Regions from separate parts of the Mus musculus genome. Here regions 1 and 3 are each linked to region 2. The links are chromatin contacts, called in public HiChIP or PLAC-seq maps. All regions are on one chromosome and are shown on one strand. The core of a region is the stretch at or near the end of the contact, and the rest is flanking DNA. Distances in the headings are between cores, read along the strand shown.

Region 1 (4,174 bases), core at 686-3,185, 230 kb after region 2:
AACCACAACCAAAATAAAATTCATAATTTGGTTGGGAAAGAAAGCTTACCTGAAGAAAGTACATACTAAATGATTTCATTTGTATGTTGTAAAAGTGTGCAGAATGCGGGCTGGTGAGATGGCTCAGTGGGTTAGAGCACCCGACTGCTCTTCCGAAGGTCCAGAGTTCAAATCCCAGCAACCACATGGTGGCTCACAACCATCCGTAACGAGATCTGACTCCCTCTTCTGGTGTATCTGAAGACAGCTACAGTGTACTTACATATAATAAATAAATAAATCTTTAAAAAAAAAAAAAAAAAAAAAAAAAAAAGTGTGCAGAATGCATCTATACCAGTGGGCATGGAGGTCTATGGGAAGGCTGTCTCCAGTAGGACTTGGGATCATATATATAGATGCATGATTTTTTTGTCAAATCTGATGATCTGTTGGAGGCTTATGTATTTTCTTGAATATAAACTTTGTCCTCAACTTTAGCTAGTAGGATGCTGAATTGTTTGAGGGAAGAAGGACATTGACACCTCCTATTTGAACTACATTCAGGAACCAGACATAGGACAGTACATTTGGTAATACAGACTCTGGGTTTCTGGGTGTTCTCTGTTAAATTTCATTCAATTTGCCTGTGCATTTGTAAATAATGTTGATTGAAATGTCATCACCAGTTGTTTAAAGGAATTTCAGTTTTCCCACCGGCCTGTTATTTTCTACTTTTATATGACTTGATAGAGCTGGAGTTTTGCTTATTTTTTCCCTCTTTACTATGTCTTTCCTGTGTTTCAATGCTAGTATATGTAAATTTGGTTAAATCCTTTGAATAAAATTCCATAGTGTAGAGATTTTATAGATTGCTTTTTCTTTTCTTTTTTCTTTCTTTCTTTTTTTTTTGGTTTTTCGAGACAGGGTTTCTCTGTATAGCCCTGGTTGTCCTGGAACTCACTTTGTAGACCAGGCTGGCCTCGAACTCAGAAATCCGCCTGCCTCTGCCTCCCGAGTGGTGGGATTAAAGGCGTGTGCCACCACATCCGGCAGATTGCTTTTTCTATGTTTTATTTAGTATTTGTGTTCTGCATGTGAAGGTTAGAGGATTCCTTTATTGAGTTGGTTCTGAGGATTGAACTCAGTAAGACTTGCTTAGCAAGTGTTTAACCCACGGAGCCACTTGCCAGCCCCCAGCTTGTTTTTTGTGAGCCAGTCTCTCACTGACTTGGAGCTCAACAAGTAAATATGATGACCAGGTGTGAGCTCCAAGGTTCTGCCTGGCTGCCTCTCTGCAGAACTGGGATTTCAGACCCCCACGGCTCCTGTGACAGACAGCCTTTATATGTGTGCTGTATGCATGTGAGCATAGAGTCCGCACTCCTGTGAGGCGGGGTGCATTTGGAAGCTAGAGCAGAATGCTGGGTGTCTTCCTCTGTTACTCAGCCCCTTACTGCCTTGAGATGGTGCCTGTGATGAACGAGTCGCTCATGTTTTGGCTAGGTTGACTGGCTGGCTACCGGCCAGTGAGCTCCGGGTGTCTGCTTATCTCTGCCTCCAATGCTGGGGTCATAGGCAAGAGCAACACCCAGCAAGCTGGAGGCTTGAACAACGGATTATCACCTGATGAACAGCTGATTGATAATCACCTGATGAACAGCTCTTAACTGATTGAGCTGCCGCTTTATGTTATTGCTGTACATTTGATTTTTCTTTTTTTAGCTATTTGCGCTTTTCTTTTTTTAATATTTAAATTCTACTTTTTAGTTTAGTGTGTGTGTTTTCATTCGTTGATTGTTGGAAATTAAATTCAGAGTTTCGTGCATTCAGGGTAAGTGCTGTACTACTGAGCTCTATCCCCACTGGCTCTGAAGACCAGGTGACAGCACGGGCCGGCTACCGTGCCCACCTGCACACATTTGCGCATCACGTGGGTGTCAGTGCTCAGCACTGCTGCTTCTCTTCAGTTTCTCATTGAGTGTTTTGGAGACAGGGTTTCCTGTGCAGCTCAGGCTTTACTCCTGTGTTCCTACCCCAGAAGTCTCAACTAATGTCTATTTTATTTTTAACCTAAGTGCAATCTTGTAGCCCAGGCTGTCTGGAACTGAAAATAACCTAGGATGACTTTGAACTCCTCCTGCCTTTACCTCCAGAGGCTTTTGCTGCTACGACTGGCTTCGTGCTGTGCTAGGAGCTGAGCCCTGGGCTTCATGCTGTGCTAGGAGCTGAGCCCTGGGCTTCATGCGTGCTAGGCAGGCACTCTACAAATTAAGCTGTATTACATCCCCAGTCGGATTTACTCTCCCACTGAGAACCTGACAGTTGTTCATCTTACTTTTCTTACTCAGTATGTTTTTACGTTTTGCTTTGTTTTGTTTCTAATCATTTTTAATGTGTGTGTGGGGGTGGGAATATACACGAGTGAAGGTGTCAGGACAGATCCCAGGCATCAGATACTCCTGGAACTGGAGTTGCAAGTGGTTGTGACTGACTGTTGTGGGTGCTGGGAACTGAGCCTGGGCTCTCTGGAAGAGTAGTGCATGCGGAGGCATCTCTCCAGCTCCACTGAATACATTTAGACTATAGATTTTACTGTGGCTTGTGATTTGACTACATAGTTTTGATTTTCTATTATTTCAGTATTCTGCAGTTTTTTGTTTTGTTTTGTTTTTACATTTATTTGTGGGAAAGTGCACGTGTACCATAACATACTTGTGGAAGTGAGAGGACTTGATTTCCTTCTTCCACCATACAGGTTTTAGGGATTGATCTTAGGTGGTCAGGCTTGATGGGAGGCGCCTTTTAACTGCTGGCCTCCCCTGCCAGCCCTTCTAGGTTTTGTTTAATGATAGTGGTATTGAACTTAGGGCACATTAAGCATATGCTTTGCCATAGAGTTATATTCACAGCCCAGTTTTTCAAAATATGTACTTTAGCCTAATGGTTATTTCAAGAGACCACTTTTTAAACTTTTATTGATAGTACCTAATTCAATTTAGATGAAAAGTTTCCTTGTTTTGTTTTTTGCTTGTTTTGTTTTATTTTTTTCTTTTGAAACAGGATCATTTGTAGCCTTGGGTAGCCTCAAACTTTGTAGCCAAGGATAACATTGAGCTTCTGCCACAGTCCCTTAAATACTGGGATTACAGACTGTTATGCTACCATGCCTTTGTTGTTTGGTTTGGTTTGGCTTGGTTTGGTTTGGCTTGGTTTGGGGTTTTGGTTTTTCCAGATAGAGTTCTCTGTATAACACCCCTGGCTGTCCTGGAAGCCACTGCACCTGACTGGTACTTAACTTTTTTTATATATATATTACTTTTTTTTTTTTTTTTAATTTTTTTTCGAAACAGGGTTTCTCTGTATAGCCCTGGCTGTCCTGGAACTCACTCTGTAGACCAGGAACTCAGACATCTGTAGACCTCAAACTCAGAAAAACGCCTGCCTCTGTCTCCCAAGTGCTGGATTAAAAGCGTGCGCCACCACCGCCTGCCTGGTGATTTATTTATTATTATACGTAAGTGCACTGTAGCTGTCTTCAGACTCATCAGAAGAGGGCGACAGATCTCATTATGGGTGGTTGTGAGTCACCATGTGGTTGCTGGGATTTGAACTCAGGGGCTTTGGAAGAGCAGTCAGTGCTCTTACCTGCTGAGCCATCTTGCCAGCCCTTAACTCTGTTTTTTAATTAGAATGTTTAAAAATAGTTTTCTTTGGGGTACAAGAGATGCCAGGGTTGAACCCAGGGCCTCACATCTGCTGAGCTGAAGTTTATCACTGAGCTACACTCTTTGTCCCTAGGACTGCAAATCAGTAAATCAAAATGCTAAACAGGATTGAAGGTATGCTCAGCTAGAGAGTGCTTACCACACCACAGGGCCCTTGGTTGGATCTTGAATGGGGGCAGGAGGTGGGAGGTGGGGAAGACACCTTACTAAGTATAGAAGCACATATGACCCAGCAGTTGGACTTGGTGAAATGAAACAGTGATACCCATCATAGCATGTGGGAACATTCTAGCTATTTTGTAGTGGTAGTTCAAAGGTCAGTGAAATGTACATCGTACAATAGAATAATAGCCACAGAAAAGACTGAAATGCTCATAGATGTTTAGATGTATATGAACCTAAAGTCTGATCTGTAGGTAAGTTTATATAAGAATTTATGCGGTAGATTAGTGATTGCAGGGGCCTGGAAT
Region 2 (4,547 bases), core at 762-3,261:
ACCTTGTCTGGCTTCAGTGGGAAAGCCTACTCCTCTAGAGACTTGGTGGCCCTTTATCTATTTTTAAATATATAAAACTATATTTAAGCTGGGACATTCACCCCAAATAAAACCTCTTTGGGAGTAGAAACTAGACATGTGTCTGATTTATTTAAATGATATTTATTTTGATAAAAATGGGGGGGCATCTGATTCCATTCTGGTCAAGAGCAAATGTCAGACGAACTTAGATTAAGTAATGTGAAAGCAGTTATCACAAGGTCAGAGACTGGGAGGACATGGCAGCTGAATGCAGTGTAGAATCCCATACTGCATCCTGGAGTTCAGCAAAATTTGAGTGGCATCTGTAGATTAATTAGCGTTAGTAGCATTAAATGTCAGTTTCTTGATTTCAGTAGCTTCACCTTGGTTACACAGAATGTTAACATTCAATGTTAGGGTTTATAGAAACTCTGTATGTTGTTCTTACAACTGTTTCAAAGTCTGCAATTATAACTAAGTGTGTTTGTTTTGAGTCCTGGTCTCCTATAGCCACTGTACTGTCACATAGCACTGCCACTGTCACACACCTGAACTTTTACACATTCAGTTTCAGGTTTGTTCAACTCCTTTCCAGAGTCTTAGCAGATATTTGAGTCTACCTGTGTTTCTTTAATCAGACCTTACATTTTTTCCATTTCTAGACCTTTGTTTTATTATGGAAAAATGTTTATTTTGAAATTTTTTAAATTTAGAAATAGAAAACCTCATAGGAAGGAGGAAAGAAACAAAAACCACAAAGCATCCAGGCAGTGTTTTACTTCATGAACATGTCACCCCCTCTGGCTCACTCGTCCCATGGTGAGAAAGGAAGGACTCAGCCACCCACAGCAATGTTATTAATCGGGATATGGATCAGTTTCACGAAGAAGCCAGTGAACCCCATGATAGCAAATCCCATCGCTGTGGCCATGGCAGTCTTCTGGAAAATTCTTTTCTATCAAGTTTGGTACATCTTTTAGTCAGCCGCATTGAGTCTTTTACAAACTCCTGACTGGGCTCTACAGACTGCATTATCTGATCCATGTGTGTGGGATGACGGTTTGAGAGGGTAGAGGCACGTAGCCTAGGAGAGAATTGAGCCCTAGACCTTTATTTCTTAAGGCTTTCTGTGTCTATGGTGTGTGAGGTAAAAATTTTCAGTGTTCTTGTCTACAATTACTTTTTGTCGTTTCTGCTTCTCTTTTGGTGGTTTTTCTTCTCACTGTAGGCCATGCTTATTCATTGTTTGAGTTGGACATAGAAGTCACTAGCTGCTCTGTGTTGCTGTAATGTACTTGAATTGGTTTTTAGGTATCAGTTAACTTACTTGGAAACAATTCATTCTGTTTATAATTTGGTTTTAAGCTTTGTCAGACAGATGAGAACAGCATATTATCATAGAGCTTGCAAGAGGCCCACCCAGCCACAGAAGAGAACTGGTAGTTTAAGAATAATGCCATTAGTGGGAAAATATGAACCCCAAAGTATTTCTTTGGGCTGTACTTTTTTTGGTTAGTTTCAGAAATTTGTGAATTTTATTTTTGATGCTCAGTTTAGCAGAAATGAGTCTTGTTTTCAATTTTCTCTTTACTTGGCAATACATCATTTGCAGTTCACCCATGAGTGAGTCTTGGAGAGAAATAGAGGATGTTTCTCAGTAGGGGTTTGTGAAACAAAAACAAAACACTTGGCATTTATGAGCCTCTGTGAGGGAGCAGGAAATGAGACTCAGACTTTAAACCAACTAACTTAGTAATAATTACTGAGGAATAAACCAACTAACTTAGTAATAATTACTGAGGAACTGTGAGAATCGCATCATTAGAGCGTGTTCTTTGCTTGCTATAAATACAACCATAGTCCGTACAGTAGATTGGATGGCCTTGGGTTTGTAGTGCAGTTCATTTTGTACAGAGTGATATAGGAGCTGCTGTTGAGACTCAGCATGAGAGTCTGGAGAACTATGTGAGGCTTGCCCTATATTTATGAATCAGATTTTAAGTAAAACCACAACCATTTCCTTGTGTGTCATTCATGCTTTAGCAGAGGATATGGTGCCACAGAGCTGGCCTGGTTTGTAGTTTCTCATGTAAGGCTACACCACTTTCTTTTCCGTTTTAGAAGCCACAGCAGTTTTGATGTATTATCAAACCACAAAATGTACCTTGAGCATTTCCCAGGAAGAACTGTGCTATGCTGGTCTGAGTACCGATTGTCCTTGCTGGGTGGTTCTTTTTGGGAAGTACTCATGTAAATAAGTAATTTGGAGTAGTTGATACATTGGAACTACAAAAATGGAAACAGTGTTACGGTCTTTGAATATATAGATTTCTATTGAAAGATAGTGTTTTAGGTTTGGTAGTGCAGCTCAGTTGCAGGGCACTTGCCCTGTGTATATGACTGAAGCCAGGGACTGTTCCCAGTCCACAAGAAGGAAACGAGAGGGAGAGAGAGAGGGGGTAGATACTATGTTATGATGTTAGTGCTAACATATTAAGATCTGTTTTGTTCTACCTTAGCATCAAGGCCTGCCATGGGTTGCCTCTCATAAACGGACAAAGCTGTGATCCTTATGCAACAGTGTCCCTCGTGGGCCCCTCTAGGTAATGCTTACTGAATTGTTACTGCATTTTCAAGTTTAAAGTTGGATTTAAGAATTGGAAATGTACAGTTCTTAGATCAAGTGCTGAGTAACTGACATAAAATAATGCTTTAAAAGAATTTTTTGTAAGTTCTAGAGCACACTTGGTAAACAACTGAGTTCTGTTATCACAGAAAGATACTGGGTGTTATTTCAAATCTGCTATGTGCTTATTAGGCTGTGGTGAAAGCTTCAATCTTATGCCATTGTAAAATGTACTTTAAAGTATATTCCTGGGCCAGGTATGGGGGATGCATGCCTTTAATTGAAGTATTTGGGAAGCAGAGGCAGGTGGATCTCTGTGAATCAAGGCCACCTTAGACTGTATAGCAAACTACAGGCCATCCAGGATCTAAAACAAAACAAAAAACCAAAAAAAAAAAACAAATCATATACACCTGGCTGCCTTTACTCATTAACATTCTTACTTTCAAATATCCTCAATTTTCTGTAAGTAAAAAAATCACATTTTAGTGATTGTCAACTCAAAATAGCAAAACAGTTTCCATACCAGTATCTGGGAAGCCGCTTAGGACTGAGAACTGCCTTTTCTGTTCATGTGTCGGTGCTTTGTGAAGAGAGCTCCAAACTCTAGAAGAACTACTGAGGTCCCAGGCCATGGTGAAGTGCAGCATGATGTTGAGTAATTGGTCTATAATTTATGAAAAACCAGTAACACTTTGTGGTATCTATATTAGATAACTTCATTGTAGTTTCTTTACAAGACTGACTAGTCTGGAGTTTGTGTGCAACTTAAAGCTCTTTGAATCAAGAAACAAAAGCACAAAATTTGTTATCACCATGACTCCCCTTTATCACCTAAAGCTGTAGTCTTTGTTTTTTCGGTCATCAAGTCTTAAAAAAAGTGTGTGTGTGTGTGTATCAAAGCACCTGATACCATGGAGCTTAAATACTGATATGCTATTATTACAGATTGGTTTTAAATTTAAAAGCAAAAATGTATATGGCATTAAATGCTGCCAAAAGACTTTTCACATCAATGTTAAAAATGTTCATCCTCACTGGATATTGGAAGCATAATGATAACCCCTGTACCTGGGCAGCAGACGTAGAGGCTCACACATTCTGGCCAGCCTGCACTACTCACAACCATGTCTCACAGAGAAATGAGAAGGGAAACCAGCCAGCCTAGAAGAGCTGCTTGTTTGGAGTAAACCTCTTTTGTAGTTCTGTCATTGAACCAGACTATTGTTACTAAGCAGTTACTCTACCAGAGAGAGATTCTCAACTCAGGAAGTTGTTCTTGGTTTCTGTTTAATGATTTCTATCTCATGACAAATTCTTTAGTGGAGCTTTTAAAGTAACATTTCACAAGAACTATTTTTTTAAGATTTATTTATGTTTATTTTATAAACATTGGTGTTCTTCCTGTGTGTGTGTGTGTGTGTGTGTGTGTGTGTGTGTGTGAGAGAGAGAGAGAGAGAGAGAGAGAAAGAGAGAGAGAGAGAGAGAGAGAGAGAGTGCATGCCAGATCTCCTGGATGCTGGGAATTGAACCAAGATCCTTTAGAAGAGCAGCCAGTGCTCTTAACCACTGAGCCATCTCTCCAACCCGAAACTTTTTTTTTAATCACAGTTGATTTTGCTATTATACTACCGTTGCACAGACATTCCCATTGGTTGAGTCTAGTCAAAGACACAAGACTCCCAGTACATTTCTTTATAACTGCCTCTGAAATTGTCCATTCACTGAGAATTAGCAGGCTTTGTTTTTTTTTAAGTTTCTGTCCTGGCTGCGGCCCTCAGAAGTACACTGGGTTCAGAGTTACCTTTCATGCTTCTCAGGTGTTCCAGCATCAGTAAAGGCTTGGAGGCTTGGGCCTTTCTTCTCACCACTCCTTCTGGTAGTGTAATCGGATCAGCTT
Region 3 (4,385 bases), core at 1,041-3,540, 190 kb before region 2:
CCATGCACGAATGTGGAGACCAAAGGAAGATGTTGGGCATCTTGCTCTTTTTCCACATATTCATGTAAGACAGGATCACTCACTGAAACAGAAGGTCACCATTTCAGCTGGGGTGTCTGGACATTGAGCTGGGATCTGTGCCTCTGCCCCAGAACACTGGTTCCAGGCACGTGCGGTCTATGATGACATCTTTCGTGGGTACTGAGGACTTGAACTCAGGTCCTCTTGCTTGCACAGGAAGTGCTCTTACCCGCTGAGTCATCTCTCAGTCCCAGGGCAAGGCTTTTTGGGGAGTTGGAGTTGGATAACCTCCGAGGAAGAAGAGCAGTTGTGATTGATTGATTCCTAGGGTTTTGCCTGAGCATCCTATTGGAGGAAAAATTACTACTAAAATTAGAAGGCCTAGTGTAGTATAGAGAGTGGAGGAATAAATTTAGGAACCAACGGTTCTACTTTCATCATGATGGTTACAATTGTTAGATCTACAGCTGCAAGTACTCAATCAGCTAACTGCTCCACTAGGGAAAGAATCTAGGGATATAAATTTGGATCATAACATCTTGATGATATCATGGTTTGAATAGGAATGGCCCCCACTGGTTCATATATTTGAAAGCTTGGTCACCAGGGAGTGGCACTGTTAGGAGGTTTGGCCTTGTTGGAGGAAGTGTGTCACTGGGTGGGGGGGGGGGGGGGGAGGGGGCTTGAGGTTTCAAATGCACCAAGCCCAGTATCTCTCTCTCTCTCTTCCTGCTGTCTGCAGATCTGGATGTAGAACTTTCAGCTACTTCTCCAGCACCATGTCTGCCTGCAATTATTGAGGTAGAGAACAGTTGAGGAAACAGTCCTCGGAATAGGAAAAAGTATTTGCGAATTATTTCTAAACAGGGACTTGTATCTAGAACATATGAAGATTCACTTTTACAGCTTAACAATGAAATGATTGATAACCCCAATAGACATCTCTTTAAAGAAAAAATATACAAGGGGCTTGAGTTGGTGAGACGGCTGAGAGGGTAAAGGCACCCGATGACTGGGTTCTAGTCTCAGGACCCTGCTCACATGACAGAAGGAGAGAACTGGAGTCTCTCTCTCTCTCTCTCTCTCTCTCTCTCACGCACACACACACACACACACACTCTCTCTCACATACACACATACCACATACAAACACGTAAAATAAATAAAGTGTTAAACATGAGAAAAGATGCTCAAGTTATTAATCGCCAGGGGAATGCCAATCAAAATCACAAGGACATGTCACATCCTTCTAGGGTGGCGGCAATAAAAGGACAGATAGTAACAACCATGGACGAGGATGAGGAGACTGGAAGGCTCATACTCTGCACGTGGGGTTTTAAAACAGTGCAGCCAGTTGGGAAAAGAGTGCAGCAGGTCTTGAGAATGATAAACTTCCCACGTGGCCAGCAATTCCTCCCCTAATTCTACACACAAGAGAAAATTTTTAAAAATATGCCCAGGTAAAAGCTTGTAAGTACTACGTAGAGTCCTCTCACCCCCACCCTCCAAATCTAAATCTCCCCTCTGCTGGGTTCTGAACACTGCTGAGATTTCTATATGCCGAAGCCATCCCTCTCCAGGAACTCCTGTTGTCTCCCTTGCTACATTGCTGCTCAGGGCTCACTAGAGCTTCATGAAACTGCTGCATGGCTGAAATTGACAGGGCCCTTCAAAATACTTGCCTGTCAAGGCCATTCTAGAGACTGCTTTAACTGTTCTGAGCAATGGCGGTTTGTACAGTCCTGGGTATTAGCGCCACAGCCTGCTATTGGGAGATTTTTCTCTATGCCTATCCTTGAAAACGGAGCCTGACACCATTGGAGTAAGGATGGATCACTGGCTAGGGTCAGGGTGGGGGTGGGGTGGGGGGGTGTGTCCTTGTTACTCCCGCTCCTTTTATTACATAGTTTCCTTTTCTCCCTCCTACTCAATTTTGTTACCATTATTTAAGTTGAGTATGTGGTTTCTTTTTGTTGTTTCAAGTTGTAACCTGCTAGCAGCAAAAGGCTAGAAGCAATAGCCAGAACGACCTAATAGTGTCAGGGTTCCATTTTCTTATTATTTAAAGCCTTCTTGATCAAAAGGAGACCTCTGGACTCAGAAAAGTTAGAAGTGAGTCGGTAGCCACGGGTTCGTGGCGTGCAGCCTGGCTCTCTGCCTGCAGAACCCTCAGACTTGGAAGATGACGCAGGCTGACAGAGGATGAGGTACCTCTCAGTCTTTCTCATTGCCTTTGATGTTCTCAGTTCAAGGAAGCCAGACTCCAGCATTCTCCAGATGCCTTACAGGTTTCAGAGCCTAAGCAGGAGCTGTCTGTGACTAATGCTTTATTCTACCTCCTGCGGAGTGGAAAGAGTGAAAGAAAATAGTCAGCACAGTTCTCCTTTAGCAGAGAGAGAGGGGGGAGGGAGAGGGGGAGGGGGAGAGGGGGAGGGGGAGAGGGAGAGGGAGAGAGGGAGAGAGGGAGAGAGAGCAGTCCTTTCCCACTTGTAAAGCCCAGGTTTCAAAATGTTATTCTATTGTCTTCTTGTGAAAGTTACCCAAAAATGTCATTAGGCTTAGATGGCCTTGGTTTAAAGGCCACACAGATGAAGCTGTATGTGTGTGGGTAGTGTGGCATTTATGCATTTGCAGGATTGGTAGCTGTGTGTTTGGAACCAGATGCTCCTAGTGTTATGACTGAAAATAAAACCAGAAGATGGAAATAATTTTCTGTTCAAAGAAGGATGGTCAATAAACTTCCTGGCTGCTAAATTTTTAAATATCATGTAATTGACAGCCATATTGGCAATGGGTTATGGCTCATTGGACTGAAAGCAGAGAGCTGCAGAGCATACATGTATTTATAAGATGCAGAGTATGTTGCTATATAGTTAACTATGGGCTGCCCATAATGAGCACAATACAGTGCACAGGTCATAGCCTATTTGCTTTCAGAGCCGCTCTTCATGCTTCTCCTTGTGGCTCTAGGTGGCAGGTACTGACCTCTGTAGACAGGTTTCCCGGGCTTAATGCAGGTCAGGGAGGCTCTAGCTTGGACACGGCCCAAGAGAAAACCTTTGTAGGACAGGAGGGAGGAAAAGGCCAGGTGCCTTGCTAAGCTTGTGGCCCTTGAATGGTGTTACTGGAGCCACAGGATGGCTCCAGCCAGAAAAAAAATCTACCCAGTCTGACTGCTGTCAGTGACTCCTGTAGACCCCCCTGTGATTATTCCTGTCACACAGACTGGGTGTGACTCTCTGTTGCCACTAGTCTGAGCTTCTCTGGTTCTCTGACGTCTGTGTAACCGATTTCCCATTTAAAATCCCATCTTGACTACATGTATGCTGATCTCGGCTGCCTCTCACTCAGCCTTTCTCGTTTCCTTTGTGGTGATTAATACACACGTGACTGAGAAGACGCTGTGAAAGGGCAGCGGTTGTTAAGATAGCGTGATGTCGGAAGAGACAACGTGGATAAAGGGTGTTGATGGCTGGCGTGTTGATTTGGTGAGAGAAGAGGGCACAGGAGATAACTGCCCTCTTTCCCCCAGGGACTCCAGGGAGTGACAGTACCTACACTCTTCTAACCCCACCCCCTTCCAAATCCCCATCCTATCTATCCTTCAGGATGCACAGTTGTTATCTGATGGATACCCTGGGGCTGGATACTGCTCCATTTTCTGATCTTGGGTTCTGTCATGTAGCAGACTGCAAGCAACTTTCTAGCTCTTTAAGAATTCCAAGAAAATCAGGTGCCAGTTGCCAGCTTCGGGGAGGGGTGCTTCTGCTTACCTGAGACTCTTAGATGAGCTCTAAACACACCTAATACTGAAAATTGTCCACAGTGTTTTAATTTTTATAATATGGCTTTTTAAAAGAGCATGGACAGCTACCATCAGATGAGATCCAGCACATTCAGGGCGGTATGGCCATAGACCTGGATGACTACAATTACATCCCTTAATTAGGGATATGCTTACCAATTACTGTTATTCCTGGAGAGCTGGATGAAGGGTGGATCTTCGTCTGTTGAAGTTAGAGTCAATTGCCAGTCAAAATTTAAGATGCCCAGATGCTCACTAATCCCACAATGTTTTACGCAGCATGTTCCTACTGCAAATGTGATGGTGACCGTGAATTAGGAGCTAGTGAATGACTCATATTCAGGATGGAATTAGTTCTACATTTTAAAGGAAGAACCCACCCTCGTTCTGGAGCCGGTATCCGTGCCGACCTCCTGCAATGGCACAGAGGAACGATCTGATAATGGTTACAGTAAAAGGATACTCACAAGGACTTCAGGGCTTGGCAGTGATGCTATCTTCCTCACAAATGGTTCCTTTCCATCACTCCTTGTAACATCCTTTCTGAACCTTTGCCTAA

The links. HiChIP or PLAC-seq counts read pairs in DNA pulled down with a chosen protein or histone mark.
Region 1: a BATF HiChIP or PLAC-seq map of CD8 T cells shows a contact between it and region 2, with 5 read pairs. The contact joins two enhancer-like sites. A contact is called at or near these places in 5 of 39 promoter capture datasets (the C10 cell line, the HPC-7 cell line, cranial neural crest and 2 more), 2 of 115 datasets of contacts at active chromatin or transcription factors (CD8 T cells and memory CD8 T cells) and 3 of 9 other capture datasets (adipose tissue, liver and pancreatic islet).
Region 3: a contact with region 2 is called in a CTCF HiChIP or PLAC-seq map of CD8 T cells, with 5 read pairs. The contact joins two enhancer-like sites. A contact is called at or near these places in 2 of 15 datasets of contacts at CTCF or cohesin (CD8 T cells and pro-B cells), 27 of 484 Hi-C or Micro-C datasets (the AtT-20 cell line, CD4 T cells, the MNK3 cell line and 17 more), 7 of 115 datasets of contacts at active chromatin or transcription factors (CD8 T cells, DN3 thymocytes, embryonic fibroblasts and 4 more) and 4 of 9 other capture datasets (adipose tissue, embryonic stem cells, liver and 1 more).

The regions. Positions count from the first base shown.
Region 1 is chr9:96,351,327-96,355,500 of GRCm38.p6, reverse strand. All of the region lies in intron 1 of Atp1b3 (ATPase, Na+/K+ transporting, beta 3 polypeptide), which reads left to right. Among named protein-coding and RNA genes, the nearest start is that of Atp1b3, 11 kb to the left of the region's middle. Within about 2 kb of position 1,935, at least 52 of the 459 cell types and tissues checked have an H3K27ac peak or open chromatin away from gene starts, as enhancers often do. A contact at or near this core is called in CD8 T cells, where this site is marked.
Region 2 is chr9:96,580,820-96,585,366 of GRCm38.p6, reverse strand. Rasa2 (RAS p21 protein activator 2) reads left to right here. Exons shown (of 24, transcript NM_053268.2): 6 at 2,541-2,624. It also overlaps the pseudogene Gm19280. Among named protein-coding and RNA genes, the nearest start is that of Rasa2, 48 kb to the left of the region's middle. Within about 2 kb of position 2,011, at least 93 of the 459 cell types and tissues checked have an H3K27ac peak or open chromatin away from gene starts, as enhancers often do. A contact at or near this core is called in CD8 T cells, DN3 thymocytes, embryonic fibroblasts and 1 more, where this site is marked.
Region 3 is chr9:96,771,211-96,775,595 of GRCm38.p6, reverse strand. It overlaps C430002N11Rik (RIKEN cDNA C430002N11 gene), which reads right to left. Exons shown (of 5, transcript NR_102296.1): 4 at 3,983-4,115; 5 at 1,199-2,360. Among named protein-coding and RNA genes, the nearest start is that of C430002N11Rik, 7.8 kb to the right of the region's middle. Within about 2 kb of position 2,290, at least 98 of the 459 cell types and tissues checked have an H3K27ac peak or open chromatin away from gene starts, as enhancers often do. A contact at or near this core is called in CD8 T cells, DN3 thymocytes, embryonic fibroblasts and 1 more, where this site is marked.